Regions from separate parts of the Mus musculus genome. Here regions 1, 2, 3, 4, 5 and 7 are each linked to region 6. The links are chromatin contacts, called in public Hi-C and HiChIP or PLAC-seq maps. All regions are on one chromosome and are shown on one strand. The core of a region is the stretch at or near the end of the contact, and the rest is flanking DNA. Distances in the headings are between cores, read along the strand shown. Region 1 overlaps Gm40287 (a long non-coding RNA gene). Region 2 has its middle 42 kb from the start of Mir6387. Region 3 has its middle 35 kb from the start of Gm40287. Region 4 has its middle 16 kb from the start of Gm46335. Region 5 overlaps Gm40287 (a long non-coding RNA gene). Region 6 has its middle 57 kb from the start of Lpin1. Region 7 overlaps Gm5432 (a long non-coding RNA gene).

The links. A called contact is a pair of places that touch in the nucleus more often than the background predicts. HiChIP or PLAC-seq counts read pairs in DNA pulled down with a chosen protein or histone mark.
Region 1: a Hi-C map of the N1E-115 cell line shows a contact between it and region 6, with 10 times the contacts expected there. The contact joins two enhancer-like sites. A contact is called at or near these places in 10 of 484 Hi-C or Micro-C datasets (the C2C12 cell line, the N1E-115 cell line, Th2 cells and 6 more) and 7 of 115 datasets of contacts at active chromatin or transcription factors (the NIH/3T3 cell line, T-cell acute lymphoblastic leukemia, cardiomyocytes and 4 more).
Region 2: a Hi-C map of cerebral cortex shows a contact between it and region 6, with 1.7 times the contacts expected there. The contact joins two enhancer-like sites. A contact is called at or near these places in 4 of 484 Hi-C or Micro-C datasets (bone marrow-derived macrophages, cerebral cortex and nephron progenitors) and 7 of 115 datasets of contacts at active chromatin or transcription factors (the 230-238 cell line, the NIH/3T3 cell line, astrocytes and 4 more).
Region 3: a contact with region 6 is called in an H3K27ac HiChIP or PLAC-seq map of T-cell acute lymphoblastic leukemia, with 8 times the contacts expected there. The contact joins two enhancer-like sites. A contact is called at or near these places in 1 of 15 datasets of contacts at CTCF or cohesin (large pre-B cells), 3 of 484 Hi-C or Micro-C datasets (B cells, bone marrow-derived macrophages and cerebral cortex), 3 of 115 datasets of contacts at active chromatin or transcription factors (T-cell acute lymphoblastic leukemia, heart atrium and stem cell-derived neural progenitor cells) and 1 of 9 other capture datasets (embryonic stem cells).
Region 4: a contact with region 6 is called in a Hi-C map of bone marrow-derived macrophages, with 15 read pairs. The contact joins two enhancer-like sites. A contact is called at or near these places in 1 of 15 datasets of contacts at CTCF or cohesin (large pre-B cells), 3 of 484 Hi-C or Micro-C datasets (adipose-derived mesenchymal stem cells, bone marrow-derived macrophages and nephron progenitors), 6 of 115 datasets of contacts at active chromatin or transcription factors (the NIH/3T3 cell line, T-cell acute lymphoblastic leukemia, bone marrow-derived macrophages and 3 more) and 1 of 9 other capture datasets (embryonic stem cells).
Region 5: a contact with region 6 is called in a Hi-C map of the MNK3 cell line, with 4 times the contacts expected there. The contact joins two enhancer-like sites. A contact is called at or near these places in 1 of 15 datasets of contacts at CTCF or cohesin (large pre-B cells), 3 of 484 Hi-C or Micro-C datasets (the AtT-20 cell line, the MNK3 cell line and macrophages) and 3 of 115 datasets of contacts at active chromatin or transcription factors (embryonic fibroblasts, large pre-B cells and oligodendrocyte precursor cells).
Region 7: a Hi-C map of the C2C12 cell line shows a contact between it and region 6, with 5 times the contacts expected there. The contact joins two enhancer-like sites. A contact is called at or near these places in 15 of 39 promoter capture datasets (the 3T3-L1 cell line, 3T3-L1-derived adipocytes, the C10 cell line and 10 more), 1 of 15 datasets of contacts at CTCF or cohesin (the NIH/3T3 cell line), 13 of 484 Hi-C or Micro-C datasets (the C2C12 cell line, the P5424 cell line, bone marrow-derived macrophages and 10 more) and 5 of 115 datasets of contacts at active chromatin or transcription factors (PVALB interneurons, T-cell acute lymphoblastic leukemia, acute myeloid leukemia and 2 more).

What each region holds. Positions count from the first base shown.
Region 1 is chr12:15,703,375-15,706,530 of GRCm38.p6, reverse strand. All of the region lies in intron 2 of Gm40287 (a long non-coding RNA gene), which reads right to left. Among named protein-coding and RNA genes, the nearest start is that of Mir6387, 96 kb to the left of the region's middle. Within about 2 kb of position 1,815, at least 47 of the 459 cell types and tissues checked have an H3K27ac peak or open chromatin away from gene starts, as enhancers often do. A contact at or near this core is called in the C2C12 cell line, the N1E-115 cell line, the NIH/3T3 cell line and 2 more, where this site is marked.
Region 2 is chr12:15,757,475-15,760,550 of GRCm38.p6, reverse strand. No RefSeq gene overlaps it. Among named protein-coding and RNA genes, the nearest start is that of Mir6387, 42 kb to the left of the region's middle. Within about 2 kb of position 1,455, at least 38 of the 459 cell types and tissues checked have an H3K27ac peak or open chromatin away from gene starts, as enhancers often do. A contact at or near this core is called in astrocytes and cerebral cortex, where this site is marked.
Region 3 is chr12:15,569,431-15,572,427 of GRCm38.p6, reverse strand. No RefSeq gene overlaps it. Among named protein-coding and RNA genes, the nearest start is that of Gm40287, 35 kb to the left of the region's middle. Within about 2 kb of position 1,342, at least 3 of the 459 cell types and tissues checked have an H3K27ac peak or open chromatin away from gene starts, as enhancers often do. A contact at or near this core is called in T-cell acute lymphoblastic leukemia, where this site is marked.
Region 4 is chr12:15,911,031-15,913,940 of GRCm38.p6, reverse strand. No RefSeq gene overlaps it. Among named protein-coding and RNA genes, the nearest start is that of Gm46335, 16 kb to the right of the region's middle. Within about 2 kb of position 1,345, at least 14 of the 459 cell types and tissues checked have an H3K27ac peak or open chromatin away from gene starts, as enhancers often do. A contact at or near this core is called in bone marrow-derived macrophages, where this site is marked.
Region 5 is chr12:15,656,673-15,659,747 of GRCm38.p6, reverse strand. The region is part of intron 1 of Gm40287 (a long non-coding RNA gene); the gene reads right to left. Among named protein-coding and RNA genes, the nearest start is that of Gm40287, 52 kb to the right of the region's middle. Within about 2 kb of position 1,772, at least 7 of the 459 cell types and tissues checked have an H3K27ac peak or open chromatin away from gene starts, as enhancers often do. A contact at or near this core is called in the MNK3 cell line, where this site is marked.
Region 6 is chr12:16,530,886-16,534,034 of GRCm38.p6, reverse strand. No RefSeq gene overlaps it. Among named protein-coding and RNA genes, the nearest start is that of Lpin1, 57 kb to the left of the region's middle. Within about 2 kb of position 1,859, at least 209 of the 459 cell types and tissues checked have an H3K27ac peak or open chromatin away from gene starts, as enhancers often do. A contact at or near this core is called in the C2C12 cell line, the MNK3 cell line, the N1E-115 cell line and 8 more, where this site is marked.
Region 7 is chr12:15,831,555-15,834,409 of GRCm38.p6, reverse strand. It overlaps Gm5432 (a long non-coding RNA gene), which reads right to left. Exons shown (of 3, transcript XR_001780551.2): 2 at 1,373-1,765. Among named protein-coding and RNA genes, the nearest start is that of Gm5432, 16 kb to the right of the region's middle. Within about 2 kb of position 1,564, at least 46 of the 459 cell types and tissues checked have an H3K27ac peak or open chromatin away from gene starts, as enhancers often do. A contact at or near this core is called in the C2C12 cell line, the NIH/3T3 cell line and embryonic fibroblasts, where this site is marked.

The DNA.
Region 1 (3,156 bases), core at 566-3,065, 830 kb after region 6:
TGAAGTTAGAGTGGTTCTAAGACACAGTGCAATGGCAGAAATGCTCTTTTCTAAGGCTGGAGCTGAAGGATAAGAACAGAACAAAACAGCAAATGTAAAGTTAGGCAGGGTTTAAAATGTGCCCTATTTGATTTGTGAAAGATACATCTTCAAGTGTCATATCTCGGTGCAGGTATACACTTTGTATACATCTGGACAAACATCAGGATGCCTTGACAGTTGTCAAAGGTCCACAGTCTGAACTACCAAGAGATAAGGAGTCTGAGTCCCAAGAGTGAGGGGATGGTCTGTACCAGGAGATTATGTTTAAGAACTCTGGCTATGAGGCGCACACAGTAATGGCACATTACTTGGGCAGGCACATTCAGACATGAAATAGGCAGAAAGGGAGAATGATTGAACTTAGTGATGACATAGCCTACTGGGTCAAGAAAGGCACCCAGAAAGAAGATATGTACAATACTGATGGATGCAGGGACTTGAAGAGACAGGGATGGGGATGAAGAACTCCATAGATGTGGAAGTCATGCAAGTAAAAGCATGGGGGGAGAAACAGAATGGTACACAAGGTCCAGTGAAGAAACTCAGCTGGTAAGAAGAATGGGCCAACACACCAACTCTTTGGGGGAGAATCAGGAGACAAAAATTAAGATCTTTATTCTCCCTCTGGCTTGACTGACTTTGGAAGTCTTAAAGTCTCTTTGTCTTTCTCCCCATCCTTCTGAGTCTTCTGTCCTCCCCTACTACCTTCCTCCCCTTCTCCTTTTCCTTCCTCTGTCCATTTCTTCATTCCCTCACCCTCTCTCTGTCCCTCCCTCCCTCTATCGTTGCCTCTTCTCTCTTCTTTACTTCCGATCTTTCCTTTCCCCTTCCCTCCCCTTCTTTTCACCTTCCTATTTTCATCTCCTTCTCTCTTTTTCCCTGTATTTCACTCTCATCCCGTTGTCTTCCCTCCCATCAATATTTAGCACAAATGCACTGATTGTCTGTGTCTCCAGCCCTTTGGTAAGCTAGAGATACAGAATTATTTCCCACAGTCTCTGCTTGGAAGGGGTGCTCATAGAACACTGCTGTGCTGGGGGCTGAGAGGGAAGGATTGGGAATACAAAGCCTGACCTATGCTTGACATATATCCAGGAAACATAAACAGCACGTATTGACAGGCAGACATGGTCCAAGGGTTTTTATACACATGATCTCATCATATTGCACTAACTGGTGGAGTGCTTATTATTTTGTCTAATGCACACATGAGACTTAGAAAAAGTAAAGAAACAGTTCCAGTCACACAGATAGTATGTGGCAGAACTCAATTTCTATGTTCCTAACCTTTTATTTGTGCTCTATATGCCAAGTAATTGAATCTGCACAGCCTCACACAGGGATAATGATGTGGTTAGCCGTGGTATTTTTTTCTGGGTGCTTTGTAGCCATTAAATTCTCACTCTGTCTCATATCTCTATATATCTGTCATATGCATTATGTATGTATGTATATATGTATGTATGTATAGATAGATAGATAGATAGATAGATAGATAGATAGATAGATGGTAGATATGCTTAAAACAAAGCCAATCCTCTCTGAAATTCCATCTTTTCCCAAAGGGAAGCATTTCTACCTAGAGACAAACACTTGTGACAGAGCAGGTCTTCCACGGTCCACAATCCTTGTCCCTGATTCAGCACATAGGGACTGAAAGACACACTGACTAAGAGCAATGGTGGCTAGCTGCAAACATACACTAACACACGCTAATCTCATCTCCTGCCTCTGCTGGACGCATCTCAGGAATGTGGGAGGCTAGCATGTCAGATAGGCAATTACTGGCCGGACGCAGCATTGCATAATGGGATGATGACTAGGGCTTCCTGCTTCAGCGAGAATGCAGCCAGCTTGCCAGAAAGGATTTATCTTCCCAAGAGAAACATGCCAACTTTAGGAGGATATGAAGTAACTGTTATTATGGGGAAAAAAAGACAAGCTTAATTTGAAAATACTCAAGGTCCCTTTCAGCTTGTGCTCTGTCTGCATGTTCTCCTCCTCCTCCTCTTGCTCCTCCTGCTCCTCCTCCTCCTCCCTGCCCCAGTTCTATCTTCTGGTTTTCTTCCTTGCATGTGACCAGGTCTCCGAGTCGAGTCCATCTTTATATTTCTGTGGCTTTGTTGCCATACTTGCCTTTTCTTTACCCTAGTTCAGTGTTGAAGAGAAGGGTCTTAATTCTCCACAAACAAAAATCCATGGTGCTGATAAAATTAAAAATGTGTCTGTGGTGTTGTTGTGTAGGAGGACCTCGCAGACTGAACATTAGTTAGAAGAGACTCAGTTACCTAATATACAACATCCTGGTAGGTCTTTCATGATAACTAAGCAATCTAACTGACCATAACCTTCCCTTGCTGGCAAATGTGTTCATAGTAGGTGCTCTGTAAGCCCCTTGGCTACCATAGGCTCCTATGAAACCTGGACTCACCTCCTCAGTGTGCCTGATTTGCTGCATGGAGGGAAAAAAATCCTTGCACAAAATTAGATAAAAGAGTAACATACAGAATTCTTATAGACATCCCTGGTTAATGACTTTTCCCCCACCTGGTAAGGATGTTAAAATACAGGATAATAAAGTCATTGGCTTAGAGGTTCCCAGCATCATTTAGAACCTCTGCCACTAAAAAGTCAATATTTCCAACTCTTCATTTTACTTTCTAATCATGCATCCTGCTCCCTTTCCTCCTGTTAAATCATTTTTATTACAACATATAAACATGGCAGCTAAGCAATTAAGGACATACATAACATAAATGGATATACAACATCCACACTTATAGAGAAAGCCTCAGTAGGTAATTATTATTGTCTAGAATTGCCATGTGTCATAAAGAATCTGTATTATTTACTACCCAGACTAGTGACCTGAGTTCAATTCTAGGAACCCTCATAATAGAAAGAGAGAACTCATCCCTGCAAGTTGTCCTCTGACCACAAGGGTGCCATGGTACACATACGCCCCACCAATCAATCAATTAATGTAATTAATTCACACACATACACACACACACACACACACACAAATGAATAAAATTGTAAAGACTTTTTTTTTTTTAAAAAAGAAGACAGAAAAATATATTAAATTAGAGTTCACTGTCTCATGAAAATCCT
Region 2 (3,076 bases), core at 206-2,705, 770 kb after region 6:
GGTCTCTCCCAGGGACAGTGCTCTGGACTAGACAGAGAGGCAATGTAGTTAGTTCAGACTTCTCGTGGAACAGGCTGTGACTCGGCAAATTGTTTGTCTCTCTGGGTCTAAAAAAACATTCCTTGACATTCTAAATTTCCACCCAGGCCTGTTATGAAAGCCAATTTTAACTGTCAATTGATTAGATTTAGAAATATCAAGGACACTAAAATATATACCTTTGGGTGTGTCCATGAAGATATATGTCCAGAAATAGTCAACTGATGAGGGCAGACCCTCCCTTCCTTAAATGTATGGGCAGCATCATGTGTGTGGACCTTTGACTGAATAAGTAGAAGAGAGGGATAAAGTGGTGAGTGCTGGCATTCCATGGTCTTGCTTCTGAATCCATTAGGAATCAGTCCCATCAAGAGGAGTCCCAGGTCTGTGTTCCATCATGAGTAGACATAGCCTCTTTAGTTATGAACCAAAAGGAAACTTTCCCCATTTCACTGTTTCTCTCAGGTGCTTAATCTCAAGAAAGAGAAAAGAAGTTAATACAGGTAGAGAGACTCACTATAGACCAATGCATTCTCACTCTTTAATCTGAGTTAACAATAGTGGGGTCCAATGCATAGTTTTATGATGTGAACTCTGTATGAGAGTTTCTCTGCTGGCTCTGAGTTAAAAAACTTCACAGGTTCTCATTCCACCATTAGACCCCTGTTTTCTTAGGACACGAATGTGGATTAAGAAGACCATCATTGGTCAATGGTCACCTTGAGCCATTAGCACTGATGATTGGACTAAGTGTGTGAGTGGAAGAGAACAAATGGGAAGAAGAGAATATGTGAAGAGGTAGAATGGATGGCTGTGTTGTGTGTGCAGTTTTCAGTTAAGTCTTCCAGCAGGACCAGTTTGCATCATGGAGGAGAATTACATTATTTAGTGGAGTTTGGTGAAGTAACTTAGTAATGACTGTCAAGGGAGAGAGTGCTAGTTCTGGATCTACCACTAACTGACACACATCCTCCCACTTTCTGCTTCTCTACAAAATGAGGCATGTACAAAGTCTTTGCAATGATTGTCTTGTACAAGAGTGTTCTGCTTATTTCTGCTGGTCCCCTGTAGAAAAACACACGGCCACTCAGTATGCTTAAGTTGGTTGGAGAGAGAATTAAAGAAGGAAAGAAACAATAAAGGAAGAAAGAAAGGAAGGAAGGGAGGGAAGGAGGGAGGAAGGAGAGAATCAGTAGTTTCTAATGAACAGCATAGGAAAGCTGAATATAAAAGACGCTAAGAAGACAGAGAAAAAAGCAAAGAAGAGACCAAGACATGGGACAAAAGAGAAGCAAGAAACCAGAGAGACATAACACTGTGGCACTTGGATGCATTTCTAGGCAGCTGCCACCCTGCCATGCCTGGCATGGGCTCCCATCCTCATAGTGATACAGTGTGATGACTTCCTGTGAGGAGAAGCTTCTGTGCCTGGAGCTGATCACATGCCCTGCCTTTCTGCACAGTCACTGCTGTCTCTGTAGAACACTGGAAGTGGAATAATTAACACTTGTTCCCTTGCCAGTGGTGCAGCAGAAGAAACGGGCTCTGAAGCCTACTGCCTGACTGATGGATTGCTGTCCTGCTGTGCTTCCTAAGGGATTACCCGTGCATCCCCACTTCTTGGCAACATAGAGTCAACATGGGAACACTCTGGACATTGGGTTATCTAAGCATGGATCTCGTAAACAAACAAACAAACAAACAAACAAACAAACAAAAAACCCAAAAACACAGAGATCAAACTATGCCAGGAGATGTGTGAGAGAGATCATAATGAGTGTGACAATAGATAGCAAAGCTCTTTCAGAATCATCATCAATGGATGAACCTCTCCTCTAATGAATGCATTTTAGCATCACACTAACTTAATGCAAACCCTATGGGACGTCTTCACTTCCAGCAAAGAATTTAATTTTTCGGAACCTTCATGTTTTTACATACAAGGGATGATGGTCCAATCTTGTTGAAGCATAATGAGAATGAAAGGCTTGTCCTGTGCTTGTTGCTCAGGCTCTTTTCCCTGATACCAGGAGAGTCTCAGCAAATGCTGGTTCAATGTCAACCAAAGCATATATATTACTTGACCATCATCATTTTTTAAAAATTTAATAAAAAGTATAGGCTAGAGAAAGAGTTCAGATAGAAAGGCAAGTTTGAGGACCTGAAATAGATTCCAAGGCACCATATAAAAGAAGCCTACCATGGTGGCATGCTCCTATTATCCTGCTGCTGGGAGACAGAGTCATGTGTTGATCCCTGTGGCCAACCTAGCCTTCTTGGCAAAATCTAGGCCATTGAGAAAGCCTGTCTCATTGACAAAGTGGGTGGTGCCTGAGGACAGCCAAAGTTGTCTCCTGGCCTCTGTACACCTGTGTATATACACATATACAAATCTTATATGCCAAACAGTCAGAAAGAAGTAGAAACAACCAGCAGCCAGGGAGGTGCTGTGGCATTGACTCTCTAGCTGAGGGCAGCAAAATTCTTCCTCCAGGCTCTATTTTCTATTGACTTACTTAGCTTTGATGTTAGCTCAGATGTGCAAATTTCCTTCCTCTAGAGCAGTGGTTCTCAACCTGTGGGTCACAACCCCTTTATTAGACACTTACATTACGATTCATAACAGTAACAAAATTACAGTTCTGAAGTAGAAGCCAAAAATAATTATATTGTTGGGGGTCACCACAACATGAGGAACTGTATTAAGGGGTTGTGGCATTAGATTGGTTGAGAACCATTGTCCCAGAAAGATGTTTGTGGGGGCTATGGTATCCCTGGCATGATCATGTATAGCTTTTGCTAAAAATCTTTGAGCTTCAGCCTAATCGTCTTAAAGTGCAGTTTTTACTCTCTTCTGCACAACTTCTGTTTCCTCCCTCAAACTTGGAAAAGTATTTTTGTATTCTTCTATTTCCTGCCTTTTCTTACCACGTTTTCGAAGGAGAATCAGCTGTTCATACCATCTGGTCATCGTCTTACGGCTTAGAGCAGAATGTTTGGTGATATGAAATGCGGTGATTTTCACTTCAGGTACACA
Region 3 (2,997 bases), core at 93-2,592, 960 kb after region 6:
CCATTACCACCACCTTACCACTATTACCATAACCATGATCACTCCTACCACTCCATCCCTGCCTTCTTCCACTCCCACCACTTTATCACCACCATCACACATCCTAGCCTGCAGTCGTAACTTTTGGTTAAGAATTTACGGAATACAGAGTGGAGAAAGATAGATCACCTTTTCTAAGTTAAAGGACATTCAACTAAACAGCTATCCATTTTAGGAGGCGATCCAGAGGTGGGAGTGAATTTCAATGAGAGAATTTTGTCACTTGTTAGAGAGAAGAAAGTGGTACCTGCTCCTTGCAGTATGAGCTGCTCTGTAGAGAGCATAGCCAAGGCTACCAGAAGAGACACATGGAGGCTAGCTGTGGCACTACAATAACCAAAACATATTTTTTAGTATCTTCTCTCTCTGTTGTCCTTTCTCCTTCCCCTTTCTTCATTTCCTCTCTCCTCTTACCTTCTTTTCTCATTCTCTAAACCCTACATTTCAAAAATGTCTATTAAATTACATCTTGCCTCATGAGAGAGGCCACATCTGAGAGAACAGGACTCACCACAAAAGCTGTGAAGCAGCAATCGCTGAGCGAAGCTACAGCTACAGCCTATGCCAGAGCAGCACCCCTTTGGAGAAGGGAGAACCTCAGATTTTCACAGCTTTGGACTCTACCTCAGCCTTTCCTTCCTGTGTGACAGTGCCCCAAAGTGAGTCAACCCTGGCATCTTAGCACTTTCTCAGGTCTTCTCTGAGCATGCATGCAAATGTGAGCATCCCTGTGGGCCTTATGATTCCTGCTATGCCTTTGAGCACTGTGTAGAAAGCCCTACCCTCCCATGTGAGTGTCTTACAAGAACCTTCAGAGGGATGGTTCATGAGAATGGGGTCTTAGAAATGGGGTCACAGCCCTCACATAACACAAGCACTTTCTTTCCCTCAATAAATGAGGTATGTCTATTGAAAAGGACATTCTTCCTGTATACTGCCTCTGCCTTGCTCTTACATGTCCCAGCTACAGTTACTCTGAAAATACTTTTATATTACGTAACCCACACAGTTTGTGGTCCACTATTCTCTCATCCTGAACCCACTGAGGAGAGTCTTCATTAAATGCAAAACTGTTTTTAATCCCACCTATTTCCTTCCTTAGATGCTTCATTCTTTTCTATGTTTACTGCTGCAAATTGCCCCTTGCCCAAAAGAAAGGTCTTAACTAGTCCATGTCTTTAAATGTGCTCAGCAGAAAGGACTGAAGAGGCTGCTCCATCCACTCTCTTGTGAGAAGAACAGAACAAAGACCAGCACCCAAGGGGATTCCTGTTGGCTAAAAACAGATAGGCATAGTTCCTAACTCAAGATCGTGTCCATATTGCTTTTTCTGCAAACCAGCTGTACCAGGAAGGTGGGCTGCTATCCTTATGTTAGCCTCCCCAAAATATTATAGACTGTGGTACATAAATGTAGCAGATTTCTTCCTTCATTAAGTATGTTTCTTGGTTATATTTTTACATTAAGTTCTACATTTTCAACAAAAGTTGATTTTTGAGGGTTTTAAAATCTCTTGAAGTAAGAAATGTCCTATTTCTAACAGACAGCAGTTTACAATGAGAAAAACTAAACTGTTGAGGACATATGGGACTGAGAACCATAAGCAATTCTTATAATGGAGAAAACAATATCATACCATGGTGAAGTACTTATAGCATAGGTTGATTTGTATTCCTCCTTTATACATACATATATATATATATATATATATATATATATATATTAGATATACCAATAATAAATAAATAAAACTAAGAGAATCCTCATACATTCACGTTATCTCTAATTCCTCAGAAAATGGCTATATTTTGAAATGATACCTTAAGGAGCTTATTAAATAAAGTAGCGTCTGGTGAATGAACATTTGCCCAGATTTTCTATATTTCTGCTAGAAATCAGTAAGATATACCAGGGAAGAAATGCCCTGGGAAGGTAAGGTGAGAAGTTTTACCAAACAAGGCCAAGACAACAATGACAATAAACCCACAAAGTAAACAACAAAACAAAACCCAAAACAACAACAAAAATCCTACAAGTAAACAAAATAATCTTCTGATCTTGAATTTCCATACTGTAAGAAAATAACCTTTTTATTGTTTAAATGATCAAGACTCAAGTTCTTTGTCATGGAAGAGGTAGGAGATGAGTAAACAAAGACATGGACTGAGTGACTGATTACATATTTAACTTCCTAGACCACCTAAGAAAACTGTATAAATAATAGTAAGTGGATGTGTTCAAAGAGAATGTGAGAGGCAGAGGCAGGAGAATCATTAGTTCAAGGTCAGACTGAACTAATATGTATTAGTTACATATGTAAGACTTGTCTCAAAAGTCACCCAAAAGAGAATGATAAGAGTAAGAAGGTGAGACAGTCACAAAAAGCAATGAGGAATTATAGGAATTAAGGAAGTTCAGAGGCCCAAAAGCACCCAAGTCTATCTCTACTGTATCAGTCAGAGGATTCAGAATCACTGACTCCAGCACTGTCTCAGAAGATAAGAGTGATTTGAACCTGAAATGCTGGCATAAGCTCATGGGTCTAATACCTGCTGCCATGAGTGGTGGTATGTTTGAAGCTTATGGGAAACTCTAAGATACCTGGTTTGCTGCAGGAAACACCTTTGGCAGTTCTACCTGGTCTCTGTTCCCTCATTCTCCATTTCCCATCTGCGTGGGGTAAGTTTTTCCATTATAGGTCTCTGTCACTATGACATTCTGCCCAAGTTGGGTCAAGCAACTATAAAACTGACCCTCTAAACATATGAGTCACATCAATCTTTTCACCCTTGTATGATAAAATCAGGTAGCAAAAAACAGCTTTAAAAACCAAGGCCCCATTCCTGTGCTTAGAAAGCATTCCTACATGCAGTACCCATCCCATTGCCTGGATTCCAGTTACCGCCATCCCAAAGCACAGAGATTCACTCTGCAAAAATAAAACAGTGAGACTTGTGT
Region 4 (2,910 bases), core at 96-2,595, 620 kb after region 6:
TCAATTCTTCGAGGCCACATGAAAAGCTAGGTGTGCAGTAGCCCTGAGCTGTGTTCTTGTGAGCTTAGGCTTGGCTGGTCGTGTGCTCTTCACTTCATCATATGCTACTGCCCTGGCTTTTATGGTTCCACTGTCAACTTAGCACACCTGAAAGTTACCACACTGAAGAGTTGCTTGGACCAGATTGGCTTGTAGTCATACCTATGAGGAATCATCTTAATTGATGATTATGTGCCAGGGCCCAGCTCAGTGCACCATCCCTAGGCAAATGGGTCTAGGCTGTATAAGCAAGATAGCTAAGCATGGGGCACAGAGAGAGCCACAGATCAGCTTCCTTAATGTCTTCTGCGTCAGGTTCCCACCTTGAGTGTTTGTCCTGACTTCCCTCAGCAATGGGCTGTTAACTGGACAGGACCTTGAAATGAGCCCTCCACCCCTCATAGTTCATGGTGTTTATCACAGCAAAAGAAAAGTAACTAATGAACACCAGAATACAGTGTTGTCAATAAGTTTTAAATAACATTTTAAATTAAAAAGATAGGAAAGTGGTTGGAGAGATAGCTCAATGGGTAGCCTTCTCTGTTCAGTTATGAAGAGCTGAGTTCAAATCCCCAGCACCCAGTTATGGCCACCAAATATGTGCCTTTAATGCCCAACACTGTGTAGGCAGAGCTGTATGATTGCTGGGACTTCATGGTGTTGAGTCCATCTCCAGGATCAGTGACAGACATTGTCTCCAGGAAGTGAGACAGAGAATGACAGAGTAGAACATTAGTCATTCTCTTGTGACCTTCACATGCACAGGTGCTTGCACACAGAAACACACATACAGGCACACACACACATTTTCAAACAAATATTTTAAAAAATAAGTCATAAAGAAGTCTTGCTTCATTGTGCAATGTGTCGTTTCCCTTTTCCTCTTCCTTTTATTCTTCCTCCTGCTCCTTCCTGATTGCTAACCCAGACTTCCTTGTCCTGAGTCAGAGATGACATTGCTGGATGACACTGAATGTTCAGTGCTTTTCCTCCTTAAGAGCCAAGCCACCCTGAAACAGGCCCTCATTGTACCTCAGCTTCCTAAATGCCTGCTTCTAAAAGGAGAGGCAAGCAAGCATTGGACATGCACAGCCCTGGAAGCACTTTCTGGCCATGCCCAGAAGGAACTTTCTCACTGCAAACCAGCAATGGAGAATCTGGGTTCCCACCTCTCTTGCCTGGATAATGGTCTCATGGACAGCTTTGGGGCATTCCGGGCCACTGGAGCTCCTCAGCACGGTGTGAGCTCTTAGCTCCGGATTCTGTGGGGAAGTGGCCAAACCACAGTGATCTCACTGCATTTCTGTCCCTGTCCCACAGGACCTGACTATCCTCCTTTGCATCACCTCTACCTCCCACAGAAGTATTTATATTTGTCAGGGTGCCTTTAACCAGAAGGCTAACCCTGTTTAAGCTGCCTTTCCCTGGTTCTCGGTCAGGTGATTCAGTGTGGGACAATGGCAAGGGATTGGGGGAAGGTGCGAGGTGAGAGCTGGGACAGTTTTGTCCTTTCCTCTGCCTCCCAAGTTGTTTGGCAGCAGCTTGCAGTGTCTGCTCTGTATCTCCATCTTTGCACTGCAATGCTTGTGTAGTTTCAGCCTGTGCCCAGTGAGGGGCTTTGCCAAACACCTTGTCCACTTCTATACTACCAGCAATGCTGCTGTTCACAGCCAACAATGTCCTGGATGATTCTTAGCCTCTCAGCACCTCAAAACTCCAAAAGGATTATGTCTGTAGCTAGACAATGGCTAAAATTGTTGTATTCATTTCCCCAGCATGATCACGAGCTGCTGAAGCCAAGTACTCCACCTCTCATCTCTGTTCACATTCATCTGAATGGGTGTGTGATAAACCCCTGTCACTGTGTCAAAAACATAGTATTTGAGATCCAACCTGACAAAACTGACTGGCACCCAGGAGGTTACTGTCCATTTTCAGTGGAGTTATTTACAAATACACCTAGTCTATAGACTTCATATTACAAGTTCATAGACTCAAACCCTCTCTTCATATTTTCCTTTGAAATATTATTTCCTTTGAAAGAGGAAATGGGAATCAGGTGCATCCCCAGAAATCACCAGAAAGAGATGACATGTGATCCTCGTCACTAACTTCTGCATGACTGCCACTGGTTCCATCCTGCAGATGTGGTAACTGAGGTTCTCAGATGCTGAGGAAGTACTCTGGGTAACTTTTCTATTGTCATAACAAACAACCATGACCAAGGTGGCTTCTCAAAGAAAGCATTTAATTTGGAGCTCACAGTTCCAAAGGGTTAGAGCCTATGACCATCATGGCAGGCAGGCAGGCAGGCAGGCAAATATGGTGGAACAGTAAGAGCTTACATTTGATCTACATGCACAAGGCAGAGAACAGGAGGCACAGAGAGATCTAACTGTGAATGTATAATCTTTACAAACCTCAAAGCCTACCCCAGTGACACAGCACCTCCAATAAGGCCACACCTTCTAATCTTTCCCCAAATAGTTTCACTAGCTGGGAACCAATCATTCAAATGTAAGAGCCTATGGGGACAGTTCACATTCAAACCATACACACTCTAACTTCATATACTTAGCATATCAGTGACTCAGCATGTCATCCTACAAGTCTAAACCTTTAAGGAACACCAGATTCAAACACTGGCTAGAAATAGACTATCTGTAGAGGCTCTACTCAAGCTAGTCAAAGGGATCTTCTATTTATAATCTAAATATTCATTTATAGCACTATCCCCTTGGTTCTAATGGAGGCAATCTCTCAATTATACTTTGAGAAATATCTCAGGAAAACATGTATCTATGTTATGTCAGTTTATAGACACATCCCCAGAGCCTGAGCATAGGCTTAACACATAACCAAGTATGAATA
Region 5 (3,075 bases), core at 523-3,022, 870 kb after region 6:
TTTTATTGCTTCAGGGGGAAACAATCCTAATAGAGATTTCTGTTAGAGAACTGTGCTACATTAAGATGCAGCAACGTGAGATACATATATAAATAAGCTCAGTGGTAGAACATTTGTCTAGCATCCATGAGGCCCTAGAGTCAATCTACAGCACTGGAAAAAATAAACCAAGCACGATGAAGACACTGTGAGGGTTACAGTGAGAATACAGAGATGGTTTGCATTCTGAGCCAGTAGCCAGCTGTTTCTTCCAGCACCCACACTGACTGCAAAATTCCATGCTGACAGGCATTTGGCCACTCCTAAATTTTCTTATATTCACATATGTTTTTGACTCAGTGCTTTTATTAGAAGTGACAGCTAGCTATCATCAGTTCAGGCATGTCTAGTTTCACCATTAATGATGTATACAATACATCTCACATAGAACTACACACACAGACACACACACACAGACATACACACTCACAAAACACACTATTACACTCATGTACAAATACATGCATGCACACACATTCATGCACACAGACATGCACGCGCGCACACACACACAAACACACACACACACACACACACCTCACATATACACACACAGGCACACATAGACTATCTTTACTTCTTGATTCTTATTTCTTTGGCATATCTAAAAATTTTAACACTAAGTGTTCAAATTGAAGCAACGACTGACTTTTAAACACCAAAATTTTCATAAATTTTTTCCCACAACACAATGCCATCTTCTTAGGGGGAATTTGGGAATATATTTGAGAGCTTGCTTTTACAACCTTGGAGATATTGAGGGAATCTACCACCAAAGACATGAATGGGTTGCCAGTGAGAAGACCATTTCCCTTGATGGAGAAAAAAAAAATATTACCTAGAATATCTGTGGTTCTGTCTGAGGCAACCTAGCCAGATGGTAAAAGCATTTCACCAACTGCCTTCTGTTTCTTAGCTCTGCTTTGCATATGTGATAGCTCTATCCTCATTATTACTACAGCCCCAGGTACAAGACTCTCTCTCCATTAGCTTAAGGAGACATCAGATTCTATTGAGTAGCAGTGGCTCTGGATGACCCACCTACTAATCCTGCAGGGTAGAAGGGTACAGTCTGGGCTTCCAAGCCCAAGGTGATGATCAAACTCTGAGGCACTGAGAGGAATGAAGGAGGAGTCTTTCAGGAAAGTGCTTCCCATGCGATAGGTAAAAGGTAAGCAGAGAGGAAGAAATAACACCCATCCACATGTGGACAGCTCCAGCTTCTTGCTTCCATTATTTTACATGCTTAGGTCCTTCCATAGACCAAACATTTCCACACTTGGTTCTCTTGTCTCAGATGCATTTTCCTTGCCATATTGTTTTTGCTTTGCAAAGTTCTACGTATACGTTAAGAGCTACACATCACCTCTTCCCTAAAGGTTCCCAGTTTTGTGCTCCTGCAACCCCCCTTCCTCCATGCACTGATAGCATTTTGTGCACATATTCACAGAAAGGAAGTAACTAGTTAGCATATGCAAGAAGCTGCACAATCCATGTCCTTTTGAAAATGGAAGGCATGTGGCGTTAGATGACATAAGATCCAACAGCAGAGAGTCAGTACTACTTCCTGAGTGTGCACCATGCACGGGGTCTCCTAGCAGAACCTTTGGTGAGTGTGTTGAGAATAATAGGCTTTGAAGATCTTGATTTCTTGAAACTTATCAATTGCAACCACTTCCTTACTCGGATCAGGAAGCTGAGGCTGAAGTGGGTTTCTTTCCAGCTCTGACAGTAAATGGTCTGAGCCACCAAAAGGAAGGACAGATTGACCCAATTCTTGGCTGAGAAACCACAGGTATTTAGCTTAAACTTCCTGTTTTAAATGCCATTGTAGGATAAAGTTGTGGTCTACATTGCCACAACTCAAAACTCTCTCTCCCCTTCTCCATCTCCTTCTCCCTTCCCTCCCTCCAACTCTCCTTTCCTATCCCCTTCACTTTTCTTTCCTCTCTCCATAGCCCTGGAAGGGCCACCAACATCAGAGCTGTGATTCACACTCTGCTCTGCGTTGCTCCTGTGCCCTCTCAAGTCTACCATTTGTGCCTCACTGCTTAGTGAAGGGACATAATAAATCTTGCTGGGAATTCAAAACACACAACCAGACTGTCATGGGAACTATGGGGGACTTAAAGCAAAGGGATAAAATTGACTCTTTGTGACAAATATCCTTCTATTTTTATGGCAGTATCTGCATGGACATTCTCTTTGGAGCAGGTCAGAATTGACCAGGAATAGAACTACACGAATCCAGTGATACTCAAAATGAAAAGTGGAGCCTTTCTTGGATTCCTGCCAGGTAATACTCAGGCACAAACATGTAGGAATGGCTCACAAAGAGGTTTTATGAAAATCCACAAGCCCCTTCTTTCTACTGTGTGAGTCATGTGTAGATTCTGCCTTGTCTCCACATTTAGAGTGTCTTACAGGCTCAGCCGCACTCATCACTCTCCCTTCTGCTTCCTGGTTTTATAGAACGTATCACTGCCCTTTTCAGAGACGCTGCCTTGATTGTATCTGCACTCGTACTGCAGCATTTATACCTATATTCATTGTGCCAGACCATCCTTGCTTGGCCAGCAAGCTTTGCTCCAGGTAAGAGCTGAACATGAGGTAGAACACACAGGTATGAGAATATCAAGCACTACATATGTGAGCTGGCCAATGCTATGGAGCAAAAAGAAAGTCAAGGTGGTAAATATGCCAGAGAGTGGAAGTGGAGAAAACCTTGTAGTAGATGGGAAAAGATGCTCTTCGAAGATGATGTGGAGACATGAAGTAACCACTGGGAACATCTTGGGGTTGTCTTCTCAAGCAGAAGAAGGAAGGAGCCTTGTTGACTTGTGAGAGAATTTCATATGAAGAGGCAACATGGAAAGAGGATATGTTGGAATTCTTGCAGGTAGCAGAAGAAAAGAAGGGAAGTCTCTGCCTGACCACAAGCCACAGATGGTCTGTGTCTTCCTGATTAACTACTTTTCAGCTGTGTAAGTTTGTATGGCATACTCATGTATTTCTAATCGGCATGTATGCTATGTT
Region 6 (3,149 bases), core at 610-3,109:
CAGTACAGGGGAACACCAGGGGTTTTCCCTTTTCAAGTCAGCTTGTAAAATGATTCCATTTCTGATTTGTGAGTTGCAAGGATTATAGGTGACCACCACATCTGAATTTTTTGTGGGTTCTGGGGATTTCAATGCTGGGCCCCTCACTTGTTTGGCAAGTGCTTTATCCACTGAGCTATCTTCGCAGCATCAGTGTCTCCGACAGACTCATGAGGATAGCCTGAAACACTATAGTCAAGGATGACTTTGAATTAGATCATTACTGCCACCCCACCCCCACCCCCAGTGCTGGGATTGCACGCATGTGCCACAATGAGTGTCTTTTATTTGGTACTGGGAATTGAACCAGGGCTTCATGCATGCTAGGCAAGTCCATGCTCTACACCCCAGGATAGACTTTACATTTGTAACCTCTCTTTTTATCCTGTAGCACCAAAGAGGATAATTGCTATCACTTGTGGTACAGCCAGGCTTGGTCCCCAAAGGGAAGCAGAGTCTGACCAGAGAAGCTGATCCTGGAAGTCAGTGAAAGCCGGTGGCCACAGGGGGGCACAGTTGGTTCTTGTTTGACCGAATAGCCTTTCAAAACAGCCTCTGCTTTGACAAAGGCCTTTCCCTGTGGTCCCAGGCTTGGAGACCAGCCAGGTTGTGGGTTGGATTTGTGTGGAGGCAGGGGAGTTTCTTCAGGGGACTGTTTCAGTGCGGATGTCCCTTGGATGAGCTCAATCCGAGGCCCAAATCTTTAAGTGAGCTTTGGAGGCCAGTCTGTTGAGATTTAAAATCTGTTCTTTGTGGCCCTGGAGGTTCTGGGAGTTTGTCCTGGGAGTTTGTTAAAAATAAAATTGTTTAGGACCTTATCCTAGACCTACCGACCCTAGCAGTGGGTGTGGGCCTCCGAGAATAGTTTAATAAGTCCTATGGGGTTCGGATGCACTCACATGTTGTGGACCATTGCAGCCCAGGCCCGGGCTCACGTCTGTCATCTGGCCAGCTCAGGAATGCTGTAATGCTATCAGCCTAGGACTCACATCAGCTCCACCCCACTTGCTCAAACCGGGAGAAGCTGCTACAAAGACCACCTCACCTCTTTGTATTAAAGGATCTTGGAGACCGAGCCACAGGTGCTTGCTTAAGTCACAAGGTGTCCTTCTGACCCTGTGGAAGCATCCAGTCAGATCTGCCTTCCTGGGGAATCTCAGATGGGAGCCACAGGCCTGGGAGACAGCAGGTCTGGCAGCCTGGGCAGAGTGAGAACGCAGGGAACAGGGTAGAGGTGGATGTGCCCAGATTTCTAATGGTCTCGTCCTCCCCGAAATGTTTGGGAGCCTCGAGGAGCCTGTCCCGATGCCAGCTATCTGTTCATTGGTGCAGGAAGTCCATTCAGCCTGCATTACTTTTAATGCATTTTGCAAGCAAGTGGCCTCTTCCTGTGACTCACTCCGCCTTTTGTGCACCGGAGGTTGTGGTTGGAAGTTTCACTTCGGAAAGTAACCACCAGTGCCTCCGATTTCTCCCGAGGCTGGAACCCCAACAAGTCACATGCATTTTGTAACAAAGAAGTGTAAATGGAGGTGCAGCCAGTCACGTTTCTGCTCTGTAAAAACATCCTTTTCTGAGATGGTCTGCAGAGCCAAGCTGAGAAGAAATGGGTTATATTTTCATTTCAGGACTTTGTGCTTTCTTTCCAGAATGTTCTTTGTCATCTTGATCCATTTTTCAGGATTATCTAAAAACAAAAAACAAACAAAAAAACAACAAAAAAAACCCCCCAAATCAAACCAACCCCCCAGCATTAGCTGATTGGGTGATCCATCCCTTAGCTGACTGAAAGTGACTCAGATCTGGACTGAAGTTTGGGTTCTGTCTACCAGGCAGCATGGAAATAATGATGGTAATAGGATTGGTTGAATAACAACGTGTATTTCATCAGGCTCTTCCCCAGTGGCCAATTCACGGGCTCTCTATACATTTATTTCTTCGGATAAGCCAGCAAAGGCTAAGCGGGCAAATTCTACAGGGCAGTTTTCTCAAGTTTAAAGACTCATCTTCAAAATGTTGTGGAGCTGAACCAAGTTATCACCACCCCTGTTAGTTGTAAAGCGATTTATGTGTATGAGTATTTTGACTGCTTGTATGTAAGTACCATGAGTGTGCCTGGTGCCTGTGGATGCCAGGAGAGGGGACTGGATGCCCCTGGAACTGGAGTCACGTGTGATTTTGAGTGATCCAATGTGACTGCTGGGAATCAAGCTTAGGTCCTCTGAAGCGTGTATGTGTACACACACACACACACACACACACACACACACACACACACACACACACATATATATATGTATATGCAGCCCAAAATGTTACTGTTATTTTGAGCTGTAACATGCTATGTGACTGAGGACAGCCTTGACTTTTGGATCTTCCTGCTTGCCACCACCTCCATTACAGGCATACAGCAGTGCTGGAAATTGAACTAAGGGCCTCACTCATGGTAGCCAACTACTCTAGCCAGCCAACGTGTTTTTCTGCTTTAATTCTTTTTGTGCACAACCCTAGTCTCTTCAGCATTAGTAAAGCCCAAATGCACTTAGAACTAAGTGCAGCTAAAGCCGTAGTCAGAGTTCCAGTTAGCATTAGTACTTACTACATTCTGGAAAGCTGATGTGGGCTTGAGAAACGGTACATTTGGATTTAGAAGAGATGCCTTTGATGTTTCACTTCTCACCTTGATTCTTTCAACTTCTGTGCAGGGAGGACAGTCATCGTCATTAAACACTGACCTTTTAAGAGTGAGGATGAGCAGTTATTCCATGTTTATGTGAGTGTCTTGCTGTTGGTGAAGTTATGATTTATTTTCTGTCTGGTGCTGGGGAAGGAACCCAGGGCCTTGTGCATATGAGACGAGTGCCTCAAATCCTGACCTTCCTGTTGAACTAGCTTCTATCTGAGGTTGACATGGGACTTTTAAATATCTCCTTTGACCGCCCAAGATGGGTAATTCCTCCTCTCTCTGATACCTTGAAGATGAGAGAGGGGCTTCCTGCTTACTCTAAAGTTAACCTGAATGGTCGACTTGACACAGCCCAGAGTCATCTGAGAGGAGAGCTCCAGCTGAGAAATTGCCCAGAACAGATTGGCTTGTGAGCATGACTGTG
Region 7 (2,855 bases), core at 315-2,814, 700 kb after region 6:
CATTTCTGTCTCAACCCTTTTCAGAGTCTTCTTCCACATTTCTGTTTTCTCCTCTCCTTGATTTCATGTGAGGCTAACCCCTCTGGGTGGCTGACCTGGACTCACTCCCTCTGTGGAGACCATGCCACTGGGCTCAAGCAAGGAGTGACAGACACCATGAGGTAAGATAATATTCTGGTGATTTCTTTCTGTTGCCTTCTTTTGAACTTATCTCATTCCCTCTGAGACTTTGGCTCATCATGGGGTATTTCTCTCATATTTTGGTCCTCAGTGGGCTTCAGTGACCCTGTTTTCTTTTTGACATTTAGACTGTGAGGTTAAGGCCTGCTGCTTTTATTGACCTTCAGGTGTCTTTTTTGTTTGTCTTATTTTTTATTACTTCCTTTATTTATTTATTTATTTTGAGAATTCTGTGCATAGATATGCATATACAATTTAAATGGAATTTCCTTATCTGGATTGACAACGACCCCTCTGAGACCCAAAGATCATGTAATGACGTTTTTACCTCAACATCAGGCATGTGAAGCCCTCCTTTGCATTGTTGGTGAGAACGTCTAAGAGACTCCCAAAACATAGAGCCTATTGTTATTGGCCTTGGTTGCCTCTCAGAGGTGTAAGGTAAGTCCCTATTGCTGAAGGTATCATGCACTTCAGATGTAGGACCCAGGGTTACCTGAGCTGGAACTAAGCCAAATGCCTTTCCCTAGAAACTAGTTTTCATGGTACCAGACAACGCCATGCAAGCTGCCAAGGGAAAGAAACAGCCAACAGTCCTACCCAGCCGTGTTGACTATGAACCACAGCCATGCTCAGCATGGTAAAATAGCCCTAAGGATGCAGCAGTTCTCTAACTGGGCCTAAGATCCTTTTTTTGTTTTTGGTTTTTCGAGACAGGGTTTCTCTGTGTAGCCCTGGATGTCCTGGAACTCACTTTGTAGACCAGGCTGGCCTTGCTTCCCGAGTGCTGGAATTTAAAGGCGTGTGCCACCATGCCCGGCTGGGCCTAAGAGCCTTAAACAAGAAGAAAACCAAGTCTTACAAGTATCTTAATTTCCCTTACTCGTTTTCTGTGACTAGGAGGCATGCATCTCATACTTGAACTTTACCTGAAGCTGGGAATGGTGGCTTGCTGCAAATTTGCAGTCAGCCTTGCCTGTACATGAGATCCAGGCCAGCCTAGGTTCCAGACTGAGAGTCAGTCTCAGAAGGAAAGCTGGTCCTTAGTAAGATTCTGGCTAATCAGAATATGAACACTGACACAACCTCAATACTCAAGGTCTCTTTTGAAATGTACAAGGATCAGAAGTCAGCCTGGGGGTGGGGTCGGGGTTCTGCACGCCTCTCCTGAGAAGACCGGGGACCAGCTCACCTGTGTCTCCAGCCAGGATGATAGACACGCACCGCAGAAAGCGCCTCTTCTCCCATTGTGGGCCCGCTTTCCTCTATGGAGTCAGCTCTCCTGAGCTGTGAACCACAGCCATTTCTGCAAGCTTTGGAGCCTGCGGGCTGAGGACATGAATGAACTGAGTCATTCCACAGAGCTTCATTAATTTTAAGGCAGTTTAAGATATCTGAGTCACAGGCTTCAGTCATTTAGACTTTCCCAGCTGCCACTGTGCTTGCCCACACACGTTTCTCTTCAAAGATTGCATCTGTGGCTAGATGTGTGGCACTGCCCACTCTCCATCAGTTTCTGAGAGAAATCAACCTCAGAGATGGATGCAAGGGTGACAAGATATCCATTTGCCGTGTGCATCTTAGCCTGCAGGAGGGTTTAATGAAATTAGCAGTCAGTTGTCTTCATTCACATTCATTCCACCACAGACATGTGAAATTCCAAATTCTATACCCAACATAATATTGTACCCAGCCTCCCAAGGAAGCTCAGCTATGCCATATGGTGACTCCACTCACTACACAATATTTAGCAACTTGGTGAACAAGGAATGAATCATATCTTAACCATCTTGGCCAAATATTGTTTTATATAGCAACAGTATTAGTAATATATATGTTTTACTAAAAAAAAAAAAAAAAAAAAAAAAAAAAAAAAAAAACAGTAGTACTTCCTGCTACGCCCACTGAAAATTAAGAACTAGACCTCACTGGAAGTAGACTGCACAATAAAAGAGTTCTTGCTCATTAGCAATCTTCAGTTCAACACTGCACTATACATACGATACTCATTAGCAATCTTCAGTTCAACATTGCACTGTACATATGATACATTCAGAATGTCTGCTTTTTCTTTTCCTCCAGAGCAGCTGCTAGGATTGAGCAATAGTCTCCCAGGGTAACAGAGCAAGGAATCCTGGGGCATTTCCCTGATTCTGAAAAACAAAGAACTTGTAGCCACAAGGAGAGGAGTCCTGAAGCTCTCTCCTTCCTACTAGAGAGAATCCCTTATAATCCCAGGAAAACAAAAGCCTTATCCAGTCTCTGTTGGGGGAAGGTGTCCTGTGGGGACTGGGTGACCACTTTCCTCCTGGAGCCTCAAGTTTGTCATTCAACAAAGATAATGAAAAAATTGTTAAAACATAATGTTGCAGGCTAAATCCTTGTTGTAGAAGATGTAGGGACTGTCTGGGACACGTACATTCACACACACACACAAACACACACACACACACACACACACACACACACACACACACACACACATAGTTATCATCCCATTCAGTAAACATACAAGTTGACAACTGAAAGATGCTGAGATTGTTGCAATCAAGTGTGATGTGACTCTGGTAGAGCCATATGCTGAGTAGACTATCTCACAAAGAATAGCAGCTCTACAGGAGAGTCCCTGAAGATGCCCAAAATGAAGTGTGAATGATCAAACATAATTAGGGAGG